2 separate regions of the Mus musculus genome follow, and region 2 is linked to region 1. A link is a contact called in public Hi-C data. All regions are on one chromosome and are shown on one strand. Each heading gives the region's core, a stretch centred on a gene start, on an enhancer-like site or on the middle of the called end of the contact. The rest is flanking DNA. Distances are from core to core; before and after follow the strand shown. Region 1 has its middle 17 kb from the start of Rmdn2. Region 2 overlaps Galm (galactose mutarotase).

Region 1 (4,465 bases), core at 990-3,489:
TGTCTAAGCCAATGCCAATTGTACGAAATGTGTAAACAGGTGTTCTGTAGCAAAGAACTTTATACAACCGATCAGATTTCAAAACCAGTGCTCTCTGTGCAGTTAATAATCCCTAAGAATCTAAAATGTTCCTCTGTTGCTGGCTCCAGTCCACCATACGCTGGTGAAGATTAGCAAAGTTTATATATAAGTGCTGCTTTGTCAGATTTAAATCCAGGTCTTTACTGATACTCACATGTAAGAGGCATTCTCTATAGCGTCTGAAATCCCTGTTTCCTGACTTAATTTGGGGGGTCTCAACTCTTAACCATGGGGTGGGGGTTAGCAGCTAGTTAGATAGGACAGGACAGAGAGACCTGAAAGCTGAACTCCCTACCTCCTAGTCAGAAGCCTGTAGAGCAAAGGACTGGAACAACAGGTTTATAGAAACTGAGTGGCATTGCTAGCTCTAGATGGTATGTTATTTTGTGCTTCCCAGAGGGCTACTACTGGATCACTATAAACTTGAGTTCCATGGTGCCCTAAACCGCATAGGATTATTGTAGACCAGGAGGATTTCTGGCAAAAAAACAAAAGACATACCGTCTTACGGGTAGGTCTCACCAAGGAGCCTGTAAGCATCAGTCCAAATAGATTCACTGATCACCTGGACAGGACAGAGAGGTTTTTTTAAAGTTGTTTGTTACAGAGAACCTAAACATAGTCCACAATATACACAGAGGAATAGCAACAGGTAACCACAACATACCAGTGAGAGAGTACAATATGGTAGCTTCTTGCTTCCGTCTCACTGGACTGGGGAGCACGGAGAGGAAAAGAAAAAGGATAACACTGAAGTGGCTGCTTAAGGGTTCTTTGGAAAGTCAGTTCTATGGTTATTGTTAGGGCAAACACGTGAAGGAATGTTTAGCTGAAGCAGATGTAGGAGAAAAGATGTTCTGTTAAAACAAACTTATGAAAGAACATGTGATGGAAGATTCCTTGTTAACAATACACACACACGTATGTATGTATGTATGTATGTATGTATGTATGTATGTATATTGTTAACAGCAGACATCATAGTCTTCCTCAGAGTTCTGAGGTACTGTGGTAAGCACATGGTAGGTGTTTGATGGCAATCACAGGTCATTAGATTTGAAACAAACTTGTTTAAGTCATGTGCATCACTCTTCATCCCTATACTCCATGAAGGTCCCAGGAATCACATTATCCAATATAAAATTTTTCATAAAAAAAAATCAGAGCGTGTCATACGAATGATATTCTGTAGGATGGGTATGGGTTTCCAACTCTTTCTCACCAGCATAAGAAAATGCCTGACTAAAAACAGTTTAAGATGGGGAGGATTTGTATGGCCCATCGTTTCACTGGTTTGCTCAGTTCTTGGCTTTGTTGATTCCGGGTATATGGTAAGACAGAATATCATGGTTGCAGGGCTGTGTGTAGAATCTTCTTCACTTGATGGTGGACTAGAGGCAGACACAGGGAGAGAGTGCCCCAAGATGGCACGTCCCTGAGAACCACGCTACATCCTATCTGCTAAGATGTCCACTACCCTAGAAAGTGTGCCACCAGCTGAGTGCCAAGCATGCAAACCATGAGTATTTGGGAGACATTCAAACCATAACACTGTGACTCTAAATGTGAGGATGACTTAAAATAAGAGATTAAAATAAACTTCAGCAGTTATGTTACCTCGTCTCCTTTTAAGCTGCTAGGATGTGTTTTATTGATATTGGCAATGATCAACATTTTAAGCCAGGTAGTCCGTGCCTTGTACAATGGCTTCCCTAGACATCAGAATTTGTTCAGCCACATGCTTGACCTCTAGTTGCTCATATTAGTAGACCTCTTCTGTTATGATAAATATATATACCTCTAGAAATTGTGAAATGTTCTTAGGGGCAAGAGGAAAAATTGCCACTGGGTTAAGAATCACACTTAAGGTTTATTAAAGCTTCAATCATAGTCGGGGATAATAAAAAACAATTTCTACTACTACATGGGATTTTGTTTTGCTTTGTTAGTTTACTCAACAACTAATTACTCCACAAATACTACACACAATATTCAGTATACATGTGGAGAACACACTGAGGAGACAGAGGGCTTGTTCTCAGGAGCTTCCCTTATACGGGGAGCCAAATGAAAGAGACAAGTATGCAGCGGATCACCAGCAGAGGAGGAAGTCCAGGGACAGGAAGATAAGAGGGAGGTAAGAGCAGACTGGACACATCTGTCACAGAGTCCAGCCTTCAGTGAGTCAGAGGACTACCATGGGCAAAAAGAAAAGAGGTTCCAGATCTCTCTTGGCAAGTTGGTGGAAGATTTCATAGTATTTTCATATGGTGGATTTTAATAATCTCAATGCATCAAGTGTGTTCCTTTTTCTTCCTATACAATTGATACATTTATCTTAGTCATTGTCATAAAGTTCTAAACAATGTTGTGAAAGAAAAGAAAATCAATATTCTATTTCTATGATGTCAAAAGATGCCCCGTCATTCTGAAGTCCGATATGATGTTAAAGAAAAATTTTAGTTTTCAGGAAAAGAATAATTTATGCCAAGTTAAGTTCTAGCTCTCGGGCAGGGAAGAGCAAACACAGGCATTGAGGTCAGGGTTCACAACAGCACAGTGTGTGATTTGTCTGGAATGCTCTGCAGGCAGGAATTTCCTTGTCATCCCTAGAGGTAGCAAAGCATGAGGCAGGGGACATGCCTATGTTGTGACACTAATTAAACATAAATCATTGAGAGGCTTAATCTCAGCTCAACTTAACTTCCCCCCACCCACCTCATTTTTTTTTCTTCTCAGTTCATTAAACTTGAAATAATACACAATTAGTCTTCTGACACCTACCACAAGATAAATTAATCCTCAGACAGCTGAGTTAAGCACGACGTGAAAAGTTAAATAAAAGGGAGTGTCCCCGAGGATCAGGGCGAGATATTTCACATCTTAAAGTCCAGACAACTGTTCAGAGAGTTATAGGCTCTGGCTTCACTTCTCTGCACATTTTTTTTTTCTTTTCTGGTCTGAGCCATAAGCTGTCTCAGGGAGGAAAAATTTTAACAGTTGGATTTTTGGATGGGGAAAGCAATAATATAACGTTTGAGAATTCTATCTTTTTTTTAATTAATCCATTGCATGTTTAGTTGAGTGCTATGTGACATTTCAACACATCCTGTGATGATCTCATAAGGGTAATTTGCATACTCATCAATGTGTGACTTGTTTTTGAGTCACTGTGACTATCCTGGGATTACTGTGGCTGTGATGAAACACCATGACCAAAGGCAACTTAGGGAGGAGAGGGTTCACTTTGCTCACACTTCTATATAACAGCTCACCATCAAAAGAATTAAGGAAAGAAATTCATAGACAGAAGGAACCTGGAGGCAGGAGTTGATGCAGAGGCCATGGAGGGGTGCATGGCTTGCTCAGCTTGTTTTCTTATAGAACTCAGGACCACCAGCCCAGGGATGGCACCACCCACAGTGGGTGGGGCTCTCCCTACTATTCATTAATTTTTTAAAAATGCCTTACAGCCAGATCTTTTTAAAAATTAATATTTTATTTATTTACATTTCAAATGTTATTCCCTTTCCTGGTCATTCCCTCTGCAAAACCCCTATCCTATCCCCCTTAACCTGGCTCTATGAGGATGCCCCCCACCCACCTACCCACTTTCACCTCACTGCCCTAGCATTCCTCTACACTGGGGCATCGAGCCTTCACAGGAACAAGGGCCTCCCCTCCCATTGATGCCAGATAAGGCCCCTTCAGCTCCTTCAGTCCTTCCCCTAACTCCTCCACTGGGGTCCCTGTGCTCAAGCCTGATGGTTGGCTGCTTGCATCCGCATCTGTGTTGGTCAGGATCTGGCAGAGCCTCTCAGGAGACAGCTGTATCAGTAATAGTGTCTGGATTTGGTGTCTGCATTGGAATAGATGCCCAGATGGGGCAGTCTCTGTTACAGCCAAATCTATGGAGGTATTTTCTCCACTGAGATTCCCTCCTTGCTGATGACTCTAGATTGAGTCAGGCTGATGCCAAACTAGCCAGTATAGTGACCAAATATCTCATAGTAAGATGTTCTGGAAGGAAAGTTTTTTTCTGGCTCATGGTTTCACAGGGATTTCAGTCCTTCACGGCAGGCAAGGCAAGCAGAGTTCATGACAGTGGGAGTATATGGTGGACACCAGCTCACGTGGCATGAGCCAGGAAGCTGGGGGAGCAAGGAAGGGCCAGGAGCTGAGTCATCAAAGGCCTCTCCTTCTCGGCCAGCTATGCCCCACTTCTCAAAGGCTCTGCGGCATCCTAACAGCTACCAGCCAGGAACATAGGCTTGAGGGAATAACTTTAAATTCAAACTATAACAATCATTTCGAATATTTGTACCTTAATGATTTTTTCCTTTAAATAGTGTTTTAAAATAAAAACAGACTGTCAAGAAAAAAA
Region 2 (4,465 bases), core at 1,289-3,788, 570 kb after region 1:
AGAAGCCAAAGCGTGGAACACTGAAGTAGGATGGACTTTTTAAGTCAGACAAGGCAAGGACTCGAGTGACAAGTTTTTTAAATATATAATTTATTTTTATTTTATTGCACTGATGTTTTGCCTGCATGTTTGTCTGTGTGGAGGTGTCAGAGCTCTTGGAACTAGATATTACAGACAGATGCACTAGAATTACCGCCATGTGGGTATTGGGAATTAAACCAGGATCCTCTGGAAGAGCAGTCAACGCTCTTAACGGCTGAGCTGTCTTTCCAGCCCCGTAGAGTGGAAATTTTAAGCTGTTCACTTGCTGGCTCATGCTCTTCCAGGGTCAGCACCAGAGAACAGGGTTCTGCTTGCACATTAGACCTCATGGAGGTCTTTGGAGTGTTTGAATCCAGGAGACCGACTTCACACCATTGTCAGCTTAGAAATACCGTCTCACAATATTGTAAGAGTGGGGCTTGACTGGAGACAGAGACCAGTTGAAAGCTACTTAATATCCAAGTGAGAATTAAGGGGGACCTAAGGCAGGGGTCAGCTAGAAGAAGGGGATTTTATATTTAGGAGGTAAAATCAGGTGGCTGGGGCTGGAGAGTTAGTTCAATTGAATGCTTATTGACCTGAGTTCCAGCCCCAGAACCCACATACAAACTGGGTGTTAGTAGAACATGCCTATAGACCCCACACTTAGGAGGTAGAGACAGTGGGCTCCCTGGAGCTCTCTGGTCAGCCAGCCTAGACAAATCTGCAAACTGCAGATCAGTGAGAGACCCTGTCTCAAAAAACCAAGATGGGCTGGACGGTGGTGGGAAGATGGCCAGGCAGAGAGCAGAGGAGAATCTGTCCCAGCTAACCCCACCTGATAGCGTGATCAGGGCAGAAGCCAGTTTGTGTCAGAGAGTGTGGGCCTGTGAGCTGTTATCAGCTAAGGTAACTTGAACACAGAATCCTTGAGGCCTGGGGGCTGGGGGTGGGGTCTGTCTATCCTCAACAGCTTATGAGAAAGGGAAGAGGCAGGGAAGAGGGGAGAGGGTGTCACGGAGAGGTTGGGTACCACTCAAGGTAGAAAGGTTTTAAGGGAGAGGGAAACTGACTTGAGAACTGAAATGGTTGTGGGAGAACTTGGGGAATCCAAATGATGAATGTGAATAGCCTCAGTCTGTGAATTTTCTCCTGGTTCTTTCAGAAGTCTGGACAAAGAACGTGGATTGGCCCACAGTTAGGGTTTCTGTCAGATCCAAGGGCAGGAGGTCAGAGTGTTAGACAGGTCAAGAAAGGTCACTAAGCCAGTAGCTTAGGCTGTAGACAATGGGTCTTTCATAAGTATCAAAGGATGTGAAGGATGGTAGGATACATAGTAAGAAAATACGGTGACACCAGGGACCTGGCGGTCTCTGGAGAAGATCAGACCTATCTGGAACCTCACACCTGCGGTACAGCCAGAAGGCATGAAGGCCACAGCTGGGCAGAGAGCCACGGCAGAGTGAACTTCTTAACTAATGGCAAATCCCTGTGTTCAGTGCTGATGGCCATCTAAGATGGAAAAACACTGTCAGGAAATGCCTTATGTGGGTTAACCATGAAGAATTGCCCTCTCATCTGAAAGTGACCTGCGGCTCAGCTCAGCTCTTCCTGCTGTGGATGTCACGTCATATCTGGAAGCGACACCCTCCTTCCTTTGAGTCAGAGTCAAAAAAATCAGAAAGCCCTCAGTGGAGTGAGAAAGAGATTGGGGAGAGCGGGACCCACCCACATGGTATCGGAATGACATCATCAACACAACCAGACAGCAGAGGAAAAGTGCAGAGGAGTGCTGAGACCGAGGGGTCTGTGAAATGTTTCCAAAATGCTACCTCTACAGGAAAGTCCCAAGGTGCTTTTCCTTGTTGGCTGCTGGAATGAAGTAAGAATTCCCACCCAGGGTGTCACCTTTCATTATCATCCTCTTTATGTCGCTTCCTAAAATAATAACTGCCATTCAGGAGATGACTTAACCAAGATGGCTTAATTAGATATCAGACGAATACCTGTGCCCAGGAGCCCCATTACTGCAGGCCTCCTCATGCAAATCTTTCTGGCTATTCCCAACCTGACTAGCTAAAGAGACAGACGTAATTGGAGCAGCTGGGCTGTAAGCACAGCTGGGCCGTCCCCATGGAGACCAGAATTCTGCTCGGGAGTGCTTCCTGTTGCCAGCTTTTCTTCCCTCTATCTTTTTTTTTCCCGTTGTGTAGCAGCGCCTCAGTGCTCAGGTCTGTGCATACCAATCACTGGGGAGGTCGTTAAATACAGATTCTGCCTCCGCATTCTCTGATTGAGCTACTGGGTCCGTGATTCTCACAAGCCCGTAGGTGAGGCATGTTCTGCTGCTGCTGGTGGTCCTTGAGTCTCCTTCCAAGCAGCTATCAACAAAGCTCCAGCTAGCCTGCAGGAGCGTATGTTGCTTTCTCATTTTGGCACCATTTCTCCCCTTCTGTTGCTCTCCCCAGCTCCTCTATGGTCTCCAGTGGACAGTAGCTCCCTGTGTTCTCCCTCCTCCCTCTAGCACGCCATTCGTGGGCTCCATCACTAAACGTGTGTTCCTCAAGTCAGTCTTCAGCTAATGGCTTTCAGCCAGCGGTTTCCTTAAATCAGGCTAGCTGAAAGTTCTATTAAGACACAAATGGGTGGGGATGAAGCTCAGTTGGTTGAATGCCACAGAGCATGAATGAGGTCTCTGGGCCATCCTCGGTACTGCATAAAACCAATCGTGGTGGCCACACCCATGACCTCAGCACAGGTGGTAGAGGCAGGCTTAGAAAAGGTCAGCCTTCTCAGCTGTACAAGCTCAAGGGCAGCCTGGGCGATATGAGACGCTGTCTCAAAATTAAAAGTTTTAAAAGAAAGAAGAAAAAAATAACCCAATATCACAGAGTATTCCGCAAGTCGACACCCAGCTTCGCTGCTTTTGTCTCACACCCCAGTAATCCTGGGGTGTCACAGCTGGAAGGCATCACATCTGGATCCCAGAGCTCAGCAGCAGCTGGGTGTCCCTGGGGAAGGATATCACCTTGCTCATTGTCCACCGGGTCAAAGTATTGAAAAGGCTTTTCATTTTTCTTCCTTTTGGTTTCTCAAGACAGGGTTTCTCTGTTTTAGCCCTGGCTGTCCTGGAACTCAATCTGTGGACCAGGATGGCCTTGAACTCAAGAGATCCACCTCTGCCTCCCGAGTAAGTGTAGCTGGGAGTAAGTGTTTACACCACTACCGCCTGGCTTTTTTTTCTTTTTTTAATATTTATTTAAATTTGGTTCTGGAGAGAGTCTTATTGTATAGTTCCAACTGGCCTTGAACATGCTACTTAAACCAAGCTGGCCTATGCAGGGTGACGGTGGCAAAGGACTTTAATCAGGAGGCAGAAGCAAATAGATCTGAGTCTAAGGCTAACCTGGTCTACAGAGCAAGTTCCAGGACAGCCAGAGCCACACAGGGAGACTCTGTCTTAAAAAACAAAACCAGGCTGGCCCCAAACTTGAAGAGATCTGCCTGTCTCTACCCCGACCCCCCATCCCCGAGTGTGAGGTTAAATATGTATATGCCTGGCACGCTGGTATCACAGATACGCTATACCACATCCTGGCTGTTGTTTTCTTTGCTTACTTATTTTGAAGCTGTCTCATATACCCCAGGCTAGATGACTAGTCTACCAGCTGAGTGCTTCCTAACCCCTGAACAACCCTTTCAAATAAGTATCACCGGGTGCTTCATTTGAGGAAGCTGAGAACTCAGGAGGCACACACGTGGTACACAGACAAACAGACAGGCAAGAGATACCTGTACACAGAAAAATAAAATTCAATTATTAGACTGTTTCAAAAATAAAATTGCAGGCCTGAGGTGGATATAAAAATATATACTTTCTTTTTTTTTTTTTCCAGACAGGGGTTCTCTGTATAACCTCGGCCTGGAATTCAGAGATCCTCTTGCCTCTGCCTCCTGAGTTAAAGACAAGTGCCATCACCACCACCACCTGTCAAATCTGAGGCAGGAAGTTGATAAATTGGAGTTGAAGACAGCCTGTGCTACATACTGACTTATTACCTCAAAAAGTTTTTAAAGTGAGTGGGTGGTGAGATGGCTCAATGGTTGAAAGCACTTGTTGCCTTTGTAGAAGACCCAGGTGTGGCTTCCAGGACCTACATGATGGCTTACAACCATCTGTAACCCCAGTTCCAGGGGATCTGACTGCCCTTTGACCTCCATTGGCACCAGGCACACATGTGGTGCACACATATGGGTGCAAGGAAAACACTTATAGAATAAAAATCTTTTTGACAATTATTTTCTAAAAAAACAATGGTTCAGTCCTGACCACTCCTTCTGTGGAGTCTGCCTGCCGGATGGGAAGCAGGATGCTCCAGGGAACTGGGGTTAACACTCTCAGTGATGATGACTTCTGATACCCACCGAAATCCAGGGGTACGCA

The links. Hi-C and Micro-C count contacts between places; a contact is called where the count stands out from the background.
Region 2: a contact with region 1 is called in a Hi-C map of muscle stem cells, with 6 times the contacts expected there. The contact joins two enhancer-like sites. A contact is called at or near these places in 1 of 484 Hi-C or Micro-C datasets (muscle stem cells) and 1 of 9 other capture datasets (embryonic stem cells).

Annotation. Positions count from the first base shown.
Region 1 is chr17:79,596,137-79,600,601 of GRCm38.p6, forward strand. It overlaps a transcript of Rmdn2 not described here. Among named protein-coding and RNA genes, the nearest start is that of Rmdn2, 17 kb to the right of the region's middle. Within about 2 kb of position 2,240, at least 66 of the 459 cell types and tissues checked have an H3K27ac peak or open chromatin away from gene starts, as enhancers often do. A contact at or near this core is called in muscle stem cells, where this site is marked.
Region 2 is chr17:80,166,378-80,170,842 of GRCm38.p6, forward strand. The region is part of intron 4 of Galm (galactose mutarotase); the gene reads left to right. Among named protein-coding and RNA genes, the nearest start is that of Gm51284, 26 kb to the right of the region's middle. Within about 2 kb of position 2,539, at least 159 of the 459 cell types and tissues checked have an H3K27ac peak or open chromatin away from gene starts, as enhancers often do. A contact at or near this core is called in muscle stem cells, where this site is marked.